Linked DNA regions of Mus musculus: all the other regions are linked to region 2. The links are chromatin contacts, called in public Hi-C and Micro-C maps. All regions are on one chromosome and are shown on one strand. Each heading gives the region's core, a stretch centred on a gene start, on an enhancer-like site or on the middle of the called end of the contact. The rest is flanking DNA. Distances are from core to core; before and after follow the strand shown.

Evidence for each region. A called contact is a pair of places that touch in the nucleus more often than the background predicts.
Region 1: a contact with region 2 is called in a Hi-C map of B cells, with 5 read pairs. The contact joins the promoter of Cep128 here to the promoter of Gpr65 in region 2. A contact is called at or near these places in 1 of 39 promoter capture datasets (pre-B cells) and 2 of 484 Hi-C or Micro-C datasets (B cells and LSK cells).
Region 3: a Micro-C map of the G1E-ER4 cell line shows a contact between it and region 2, with 6 times the contacts expected there. The contact joins the promoter of Glrx5 here to the promoter of Gpr65 in region 2. A contact is called at or near these places in 2 of 484 Hi-C or Micro-C datasets (B cells and the G1E-ER4 cell line).

Annotation. Positions count from the first base shown.
Region 1 is chr12:91,382,977-91,386,285 of GRCm38.p6, reverse strand. It overlaps Cep128 (centrosomal protein 128), which reads left to right and starts at 1,877. Exons shown (of 26, transcript NM_181815.3): 1 at 1,877-2,052.
Region 2 is chr12:98,267,000-98,270,184 of GRCm38.p6, reverse strand. It overlaps Gpr65 (G-protein coupled receptor 65), which reads right to left and starts at 1,550. Exons shown (of 2, transcript NM_008152.3): 1 at 1,471-1,550.
Region 3 is chr12:105,031,000-105,034,218 of GRCm38.p6, reverse strand. It overlaps Glrx5 (glutaredoxin 5), which reads right to left and starts at 1,601. Exons shown (of 2, transcript NM_028419.3): 1 at 1,237-1,601. The coding sequence starts at 1,519. Snhg10 (small nucleolar RNA host gene 10) reads left to right here and starts at 1,940. Exons shown (of 2, transcript NR_003145.3): 1 at 1,940-2,259. It overlaps Gm46374 (a long non-coding RNA gene), which reads left to right. Exons shown (of 3, transcript XR_003950254.1): 2 at 118-360; 3 at 527-1,241. Mir3069 (microRNA 3069) reads left to right here and starts at 3,078; the gene lies at 3,078-3,142. It also overlaps Scarna13.

The DNA of each region.
Region 1 (3,309 bases), core at 628-3,127, 6.9 Mb after region 2:
TGATCTGACTTTACTACTTTTAATCCCCATACCATGCCACATCTGTTAATAAAGGCAGTTGATGTTAGGTATTAATTTAATCATGCATATACAAATTTCTAATCACAATTAACTCAAATCTTGTTTCTGTGGTCCCACCTGTGTCTTCAGAGGTTTTTTTTTTTTTTCTTTGTTTGTCCAATATCACTTTAAAACGGAGTCAATAGAACTGAACACACACAGCTGGACAACAATATTATTAACAATTAATTTTTACTAATGTAATGCACTCACGTATAACCAAAGTTATTCTAGCATTTGGGTAATACATTTTTGGCAGTTGATCAGATATACTTTCCTAAGGAAGGGTTTCTCTTGTGTTTCTACATAGATCCTGTGGCAGTGGTCTCCCCTCCACCACTGTCATGAATTGCTTCCATTCATCTCCTTCCATTGGCTCTAAGCAACTGAAGCAAAACAATGGTACTTTTAAATCTCTTCATTACCCCTGTGTCTTCTCTCTAGAAGACAGAATCCTAAGATGATTCAATATTCATATTTGCTAAACTGAATAAAATTATCTTGTGAAACTTAGCTATTAACGAACAGAGCCATTATGCCTCTGCAGGCATTGCTGGTATGGTTGTTCTGAATTAAGTTGCTCTCTGTGTCAGCTGTAGTGTCTTGGAGAGGCACAATTGTGGATGCAATTACTTAGGTAAATCTTTAGAAAAATTTATGCTTAAACTTGATAGGAAAAGCCTTTAAGTGAGCAGGGTGGGGACTTTGGGGGGAAGGAGATATTTTAAAAGGTCAGATCCATTTGTTTCAATCCCTAAGTGGGAAGATTAAGTGGGTAATTCATGATTCTAACATAAAATGTCCACAATAGAAAACCTAGATTATACAATGATCAGCAGTTCTCAACCTGTGCGTCACCATCAGAAAACATATATTTCCAATGGTGTTAGGAATCCCCAACCATCAATTTATTTTCATTGCCACTTCAAAACTGTAATTTTGCTATGGAGTGGTTTCTCAATTCCTATGACCATCAGAAATATGTGTTTTCTGAAGGTCGCTACTCACAGGTTAAGAAGCATTGATAACTGTTTTTTAGGCTTCAGGAAAACCTTCATAGATCAGATAAAATTTAATTCTAGCTTTGGGGAGGATCGAGTCTCTCTCTCTCTCTCTCTCTCTCTCTCTCTCTCTCTTTGACAGAGTAGAAGGAAAAGAAAGGTGCCTAATTATTTTTCACTTCTTAGTTTTTCTCAAAGCTCTCCTTCCTTAAGGTTTTAATTCTCTCATTATAGCTGAAACTGACTCCCCCCCCCACCCCCCCGAGCAGAAAACACTTCTTTCATTTTCTTGTGAGGACATAACAAGCTAGTAAGGAACATACTACCTCATATTGCATTTGTAGTTTGCCAGGGAGGAGAGGTGAGATCTTAGTCACTCCAGGCAGAGAGTGTTTCACTTGATAAACTTGTTTACTCCCCTCCAAGCCTTAAGCCATTAGAATAGGACGTTAAAGCGATTTTAAAATCTCACTGTTGGCTTTTATCCTTTGATGTGTCCTAATAAGTAAAATTACACTCAGTGTCGCGAGACATTTGAATTCACTTTCGAGCAGGAGTTTGCGGCTTCACAGGCTACTGGCCCTTAAAAAAAACAAAATTAGTGCGGGAAAAGAAGGCAGGGCTCCAGGTCTGTAAAGACCGCTTAGCCAGTTTCTTCCGGGAAAGGCAAGTAGAGGCCCTGCTCAGAGCATGCTGGGACTTGCAGTTTATCTCCTGTCATTTCCTGTTATTTCTTGCTACATCTCCCTGCTCTGGAGTGTGGGATGGACTACAGCTCCCAGAGGGCCAGGCGGCGGCGGCGCGTCTTGTGCTCTAGCGGTGCCTGGGCGGCTAGTTCAAGTTGCCATAGCTGCAAGTCCCGGGTGAGCGGAGTCGGTTGCGAGGCAGCGTTGGGTCAGTTGCACCTTCGGGGTCGCTGGTAGCCGCGGGAGCCGGGTGGGGCCTCGGTGATGATCCGGCGTTAAGAACTTGGAGTCACCTTGGGTCTAAGGTACCTGCCCTTCTCTGTTCTCTTGTCCTTTCTCTCATTTCCCCCTGCAGAGACATTTGCGTCCCACTTCCCCTTGTCCTAGGGTGGAGACACAAGATCTGCACGGGTACGCGGGGTGGACCGGGAGTGTGGGTGCAGTGTTTGGTGACGTGGGGGTCATGGCGTGTTTGCATCCCTCAGCAGCTCGTCCACGGTCAGGTCCTGGCCACCTCACTCAACGCGCCTTGTCCTGGCTTTGGAGCAGCTTGCCCAGGGCTCCCTCCTAGGCGCTTCAAGCTGTCTGACATTGGTTTTGACTGCCCCAGGGGTATAATTGGTGCATATCTCTGTCCTTTCGTCACTCGATTTTCCTCTGCTAAGTAAGGAGATGCCCGGGGTCATAGTGGTTAGTCGCCCCCTTTTGGAATTAATTAATAAAAATACCAAACTTTGAATCCCAGCTGCCAGTCAGGGTTGGTTTAAGGGAGTGGGTCTGTTAGGCAAAGCTCGATGTTGTAGCGTCCTTGTTAGGATTATGCAAAGCATTTGGCACAGTGCCTAGCACCTAGCAAATTCTCGTTACTTCTTCCTAAAACTTCCTGCGTCTAACAGAAATAGCATACGAACCGTTCAAGTGGTTTTTAGTTTTATAGTACCTGTATTACAATAAAAGTAAAAGGAAACTTCTGAGACTAATCTTAATTTATTTGGCCCAGGGCATAAAATGTACTGAAGTATATTTTACTTCACGTAAATATACAAGTAGCAAATATGAAACTTTTGTGTTGTTTGTTTGTTTGCTTATTTATTTATTTATTTATTTATAGATAGGGTTCCACTGTGTGGCACTGGTTGACCTGGAACTCACAGTGTAGCCCAGACAGGTCTAGACATTGCAGAGATCTACCTGCCTCATCCTCCACGTGCAGAGAGCAGAGGCTTCTGGTACTACCAGGGCCTTATGTTTTTTGATAATGGTATAGGATGTTCAGAATCTGGCATATACTGATATTTCATATTCATAGTGTGTATCAATTTGAGCTGGCCAGGTTTCTATTGTCATAGCCATATAACTGCTGCACTGGACAGGCAAGAGAGAAGATGAACTTTGACAGCTGTAGCTTGGTATAGGGCAGTGGTTCTCAACCTGCCAGTCGCGTCAGCATGGGGAATCACATGACCCTTTCACAGGGGTCACCTTAGACCATTGCAAAGCACAGGTATTGAAATTATAATTCATGACTGGAGCAAAACCACAGGTATGAAGTAGCAACACAG
Region 2 (3,185 bases), core at 301-2,800:
AAGGACCTGCATAAGCTGCTAAGGAGGGGGCTCTGATGAATGTCAGCATCACACCACTGGGTAGACTTATACACCCTAGGGGAAAACACCTAGGCTATAAAGGTCTCCTCTCTTGAGATAGGACTAAGAATGGAAGGGCAGGCAGTGGTGTGTTACTAAGCGAGTACATGTTTGTTTCTACAAAAGCAAAGACAGAGAAAATTATTTTAGTGAGGTTTTAGAGTTCTCAACAGGATAAATTCCTGTTTTAGCTATAAAAGTACTTCCTGCCTTGCTGAGAGCAGCCAGCCACCAACCAGCCAGGGGAGCTTGATGAAGCAGATAGCATCGTGTCTGTTGAGTAACAGGGGCAGCAGTATGTGCTTGTGGTTGCTTTTGGAAAGGTTCTCAAAGTTCTTAGGGGGGCGGGAGGGGGGGAAGAATCTGTGGTTTTTCTAAGTTTGTTTCCTCTCCTGTAAGTTAGTGCTCAGGCCATGGGGTTGCTGTGAGAATTAAATGAGATGCCCTGTGGGGCCAAGAGGGGAGCACAGGCAAAGCCTTCACCATATGTTAGCGTCTGCAGTGTACTGCTTTTCCTTCCGCTGCCCCACAGATTTCCTAAAAGGAAGTCATCCTTGACTGTCCGGCAAGCACATCACAGGCTAGCCTAGGGATCTTGTACCTGTGATGCCAAGCCAGCATTGCAGATAGCTCTAGTTAAGTCAATGAAAAATGCATCTAAAAAAAGGATATACAGAACATATTATTCCCGTATCTTTCCAAATATTATTTAGGATGCTTTAGTGAAATTTTGAGAATTTTTGCCACCCTCCCTCAAAATACAAATGATCTAAGTTTCAATTTTACGAAGCGCGAAAAAGACAATCTATGGTGTAGCTCTAAAAGTAATATGAATAATTGATGACGATAGCTAAAAGCAAATTGCTTGCATACAGCATTACAGAAACACTTTCACCTAAAGCATGCTTGCTGCCTATCAGGTCTCCACATGTCTCCGGTACTATGACAGTTATTTGTTAACAATTAGTTACAACGGATGCTTAATGATGCTGGAAACACAATTTTCTAACCTCACATGATTTCCGATGAATGTAAAAGCTATTCCTAGACTCGTGCACTGGTGGGGAGATAATAGCAGGTAGCTTTCCTGTCCAGGATGGTAGAGATTCTTTCTAAACCATCAGTTTGCCAACACACTGCATCCCGAGGAGAGCGCTGAGCACACATGGTCCCCTTTGTTATACCTATATCATCACCTAACCAGTTCTAAGTTTGAGTTCTGACATCCCCATACCACTGCTCAAAGTAGAAGAAACCATGTGTCTTCCTCATTTGCATCTCTCTCACAAAACTTGATCTTGTTACACTCACAAAGCCCAAACCAGAGGAAATGTTACATTGTTGATCATTATGCTAAAAAGTATACTATCTACTTTGAAATCTTGTTCTAGGTTTTAATCTCATACTCACCCCTGTTTCTGGAGGGATGCTTCTCTTGACTGAGGAGGCTGGCAAATCTGCTTGTATCAAGAAGAGAAACCAGCAGTGTTGTGGGGACAGGAAATTGCGCTCGTATTTTGTCATAAGCCAATGAGGAAGCAGCCTTTTAATGAGAAGGCTTACTTTGTCTGAGTTCAAGGATCCTTCTGTACTTTTAAGCGATGTTTGGGTCATTTACTGTCATGTGATTTTCATAACCCATTCTTTTTGTATCTTAATTATAAATGAATACTTATATGTATGCCTATTTCATGCATATGTATGTGTCTGATGTATGCACACATGTGTATGCAGCTGTGTCACCAGTATGCACTCTTTTGGAAACCAGGAACCTGTCCTGTTTGCCTTTCTCTGCCTTATGCCTCTGCACAGGGCCTCTTACTGATCCTGGAACTGGACTGGTGGCTAGCAAGCTCCAGTGATCTTCCTGTCTCAGCTTGTCCACTGTGTTGGGGCTCTCAGCATCCGCATTAGTTATGCATAGCTTTTAACTTGAGCACTAGGATCTCAGCCCAGGTCCTCATACTGTGCAGCAAGCACTCTTCCCCAGATTTTCATCTCTACACCCTCTGAATTTGATGCTGTTCTTAACATTGCAACCATTCAATCCTTTACATCATCTTCATCCTGTTCCTGCATCTGCCGTTAGATTGACTGTGCAGGCATCTACACAGGTCCTGACTATTCCGTGGAAATGAGCATAGCCCCATGTAAGAGAGGGCTATATTCGCTGACACCCTGGATGCCCCAGAAGCAGAGGTAGACGGTTCTAGATGCTCATGAATGAGACAGGATGAGTAATCTGGGTGTGAGGATGGAGAGGCTACTGTGGACCACTGTGGGGTGAGCTGGTTCATGAAGAATAAAGCAGAAGAGGCAGAATGGGATTGGTGATTACTGTGGTTTAACAGCAAAACTAGGCGGGGATGTGAGTAGGTCAAGAGAGCCAACTTTGGGAGAACTTTTTTCTGTTCTTCTGGGGAACTAATACGATTGGATGTATAGTATTTGATTACAGAATCACTTTCTCTTCTAGTAATCCTCTGGGAATAGAAAACAGTGATTCCTAAAAGCAGCTGATGGGACTGGACCAGACAAATAGATAATCATGCAATGTGAAAATGTGTTTATGAGTGCTATAGATTATTATTTTAAAACGCTAATGCAGTACTTTAACAAAGTAAAACTATAAGTAGTTAAATCAAAGTGAAATTAGTTTCTAGAACATCCCACTTTTGAGAAAAGTTAGACATAATTTTTAAACTGTATTCCAATAAACTTTGATTAGAAATTAAGGCTAGGATATTATTTTATAAGTACGAAATCAATTGAGAGTGGAAAATTCTAACTTAATTTTAGGCTCTACTCAGGATATGCCAAGTCTGTGTTTGTAGATGGAAAAAAAAAGTGCTCTTATGATATACTTGAGACATTTCTTCCCGCAGTTAACTGTGGTATAGAAGAGGAATGTAAAGGCTTTTGAAAATTCCTTAGTATATCTTTATGAATCATAAAAATATGCCGGCTGTGGTGGCACACATCTTTAATCCCAGCATCTGGGAGGCAGGGGCAGATGGATCTCTGAGTTCAAGGCTAGCCTGGTCTATCCAGTGAGTTCCAGGATAGATAGAGTACACTCTGGCTCAAAAACAAGCAAGCAAGCAAGCAAGCAAGCAAGCAAAGAA
Region 3 (3,219 bases), core at 352-2,851, 6.8 Mb before region 2:
CTGACTTTGAACTGGTGGTCCCCCTGCCTCCGCCTGAAGAGAGCTGGGTTATGGAAGTGAGTTACTATACCCGGCTGTAATTCTTATTTTCTCTCGTTTCCTCGTGGACTCTGCCAGGTTCGGTGTCATAATCTTCATTATACTGAGAAGGCAGTATAATGAAGTAGTATTACAGTAGGCTGTGCTGCAGACCCACCACAGATGATTCCAAGCCAAACCTGCTCTCCACGGCCCCAGCCTCATCAAGAAGAATGACCATACGACGAACAACTATAATCAGTAATTGCAAATGTTGCATACTCCATTCTAACACAGACAAGTCTCCTCTCAGCACAGTGACCAACCCAGAGCACTAAATCAGTAAGATGGGGGGGGGGGGGCTACTTGAATACAGGGTTCCCCGGATTCCACTGAAGGAGGAGCAGGGTGCGGGGAGGGGGCAGCTTTCCCATTACCCGGCCCACCTTGACCGATTCTTGCCAAGAATCAGAACCAAATCCCTGGCCTTTCTCTTCCTCGCTCACAGCAAGCACAAGACGGAGAGAAAGGCGCCTGCCTGGTACTGTGTATAAAGGATTCCAACTAGACGTCAGGACGCAGTCGCTTTGCCTTGGGGCCAGTAAAAAGCTGTTCTGCTCTCTGCCCTTTGGGCCCAACCTGGCCGCAGTTTGCTAATCTGGTCGGGGGTCAGAAGTTTTCTTAGTGGCTTCCTCTTTCCGCTGAGCCTCTACCATGTCTTAGTCTCCACACACTGTTCTTTGATGCTACAGTATCTAAAAAACAAACTTCGTGTCTTTCCCAACGTGAGTCCGGCTAGACTATGGTGAAACCTTCTCTCCAGCAAGAAGACAGTCCCTGACCCTCGGGGCCTTAAACATTATTAGTCAGCCTCTGACCTCGTTAGGCACACACAGGCAAGCCTGAAACCTCTTCCCTACATACGTAGTAGCATCAGTCCCTCACCTAGCAAGTACGCTGCTGGCTTCCAAGCCCTCAAATTGTCCCCAAGGGTATTCGCAGTGAGTCCCCCTCTCAGCCAGCCACTCCCCAGTCGACCTGCTCAGAGGGGATCATGATGCCGACTACCCCCTCTCCTATGCAGTCAGAAACATCTCGCCCCGAGGTGGGCCGAGGCGAACCCTCCGCCCATGTGGCTACACAACCAGGGAAGGCCCTTGCTCCTCGGGATCTGCTCAAGTTCACCGCGCCCTCGCAATCGGATCCCACGGGCCTGACCTTGCCTCAGCTCCGGGTCGTCCAGCACGTTGTAGGCCGCATAGTCGCGAACACCGTGCAGCCGCAGAATCTGCACCACGGCGTTGCTGAAGCCGCACTGGGGCTGCTCGGGCGTCCCCTTGAGGAACACCACCACCTTGTCCTTCTTCACCAGCGCGTCCAGCTGCTCCGCCTGGCCGCCCGAGCTCGCCGCCCGCACGCCGGCTCCGGGCAGGCCACCGCCACCAGCGCTTCGCCCCCAGCGCAGCAGAGCCGCCGCCGCCCGGCTCAGGGACGCGCTCATGCCCGCTCGCTGTCCACCGCCTCTGCGGCCACTCCAGGGCTTACAGAGCCCGTGGTGTCCGGCCGGCCCACCAGAGGCTCTCATTGGACAAGCTCTGGGATGAGTCTCGTGATTGGACAATACTGGCTCAATTCCACCAATCACATCGCTTACACCGTAGGGTGGGCCTTCCCTGGGAGCCGCGTCCTACAGGCTTGCTAGTGAGCGAGGACGACCGCTTTGCGTGTTGATTGGACAAATCGGACGTCCGTCGGTGAAGGGCATGAAGAGGCGTGACTAGAGGAAGCCGGCTTTCCTCGTGCGGGCGTTCGAGGCCTGGCCGGATACGCCAAGATGATAGGGCAGGCGCGAGGCGGGGCTTCTGCCGCCCGCGGCACGCCGGGAAGGAGTCACGTCCAGACGCAGCTTCCGGTTCCTTTTGCGGTGATTGCTACGGTAACGCGGCCGGTAGTCCTGCGATGGCGTGCACCAGAGAGGAGGTGGCCTTCCATGCCTCACCGGCTGAGGCCAGCCGCGAACCTGGCGTGTCCTGGTCTGCCCGGGGCTCCAGCCTCCGACCCGCCATGCACATGGACATCCAAGCCGTGTCCTGCGGCCTCCCGTGGGATTCTTCCTCCAGAATGAGGTTTTTTTTTTTTTTAGCATAAAACTATAAGTATTGTGTATGTATGATCTGCGTGCATGCATCTTCAGAAGACGACTTTTATAAAGGGTCCGGGGATGGAACTCTAGCTTGCAGGGTAAGTCCCTTGGCACGCTGAGCCCTCTCCCTGGCCTCTAGAATGATGCTCTTCTCGTAGAAACGTGTAAAGTGCTCTAGCCGTGGGACGGCTGGCTTTGGGGTCTCGGTGACTACTGGGGTCGGGAAGGATTGAAAGAACAAGGGAATTGGTGGGTTGCCGGGCCCTGTGGCCATTGTCTGCAACGTTGCCTTGCCTCTTAAGAGGCTGAGGCAGGAGGATCAGTTGAACTCAGGAGTTCTAAATAAGCCCGAGTCAGCCCGGGCCGTACAGCAGGACCCTTTTTAAGAGGGAAAACGGAGGGTGAGGATGTAGCTCAGTAGGAAGTCGTTTTCCTAGTGTAAGCGACGTCCAGAGTTCCACCCCGTCACATGCACACAGACAGTAATAAAAGAGAGTATTCTCTTAGTGAATTCCGGTGTAGATGATGATGGCCCCAGGGTAGAGTGCTTGCTTGCACATCTGCTGGGGATGGTGCAGAAGAGTGGGCAGGCGCGTCGTTTTTTTACATGGACTTCCCCCTAGAACAGAGCCCCGGGTGTGGTCAGTTCTCCCGCCGGTAGTACGCAGATCCAGATCCTGGCCAGCAGGCCTCCGCAGCCCACTATCTAATCTGCAGTCTTGGCCCTGCGCTGGGTTAGCGGTACCCTAGAGCACACCAGACTTGCAGAGAAAGCAGACAACAGAGGAAGCTGAGGCATGCCTGCTCGAGAGGCAGCAGGCCCATGTGCAATTTTCCTCTGATAGGGCCTGGGTACTGTTGCCACGGTGATAATGGCTGTGCCGTGTCATTGTCGATCCACCAACAGTCAGAGAAGCTTGGCAGTCAAGATATTGTTTAGCAGACGGAGCGGTTTCTGTTGGACACTAAGTACTGCCACAAAACCTCGAGCGACTAAGCGTGTTGCCGGAGGTGGTCTGTTTGCACCCGGGGAGTGAATGTAAAAAATCAGAGTTCAC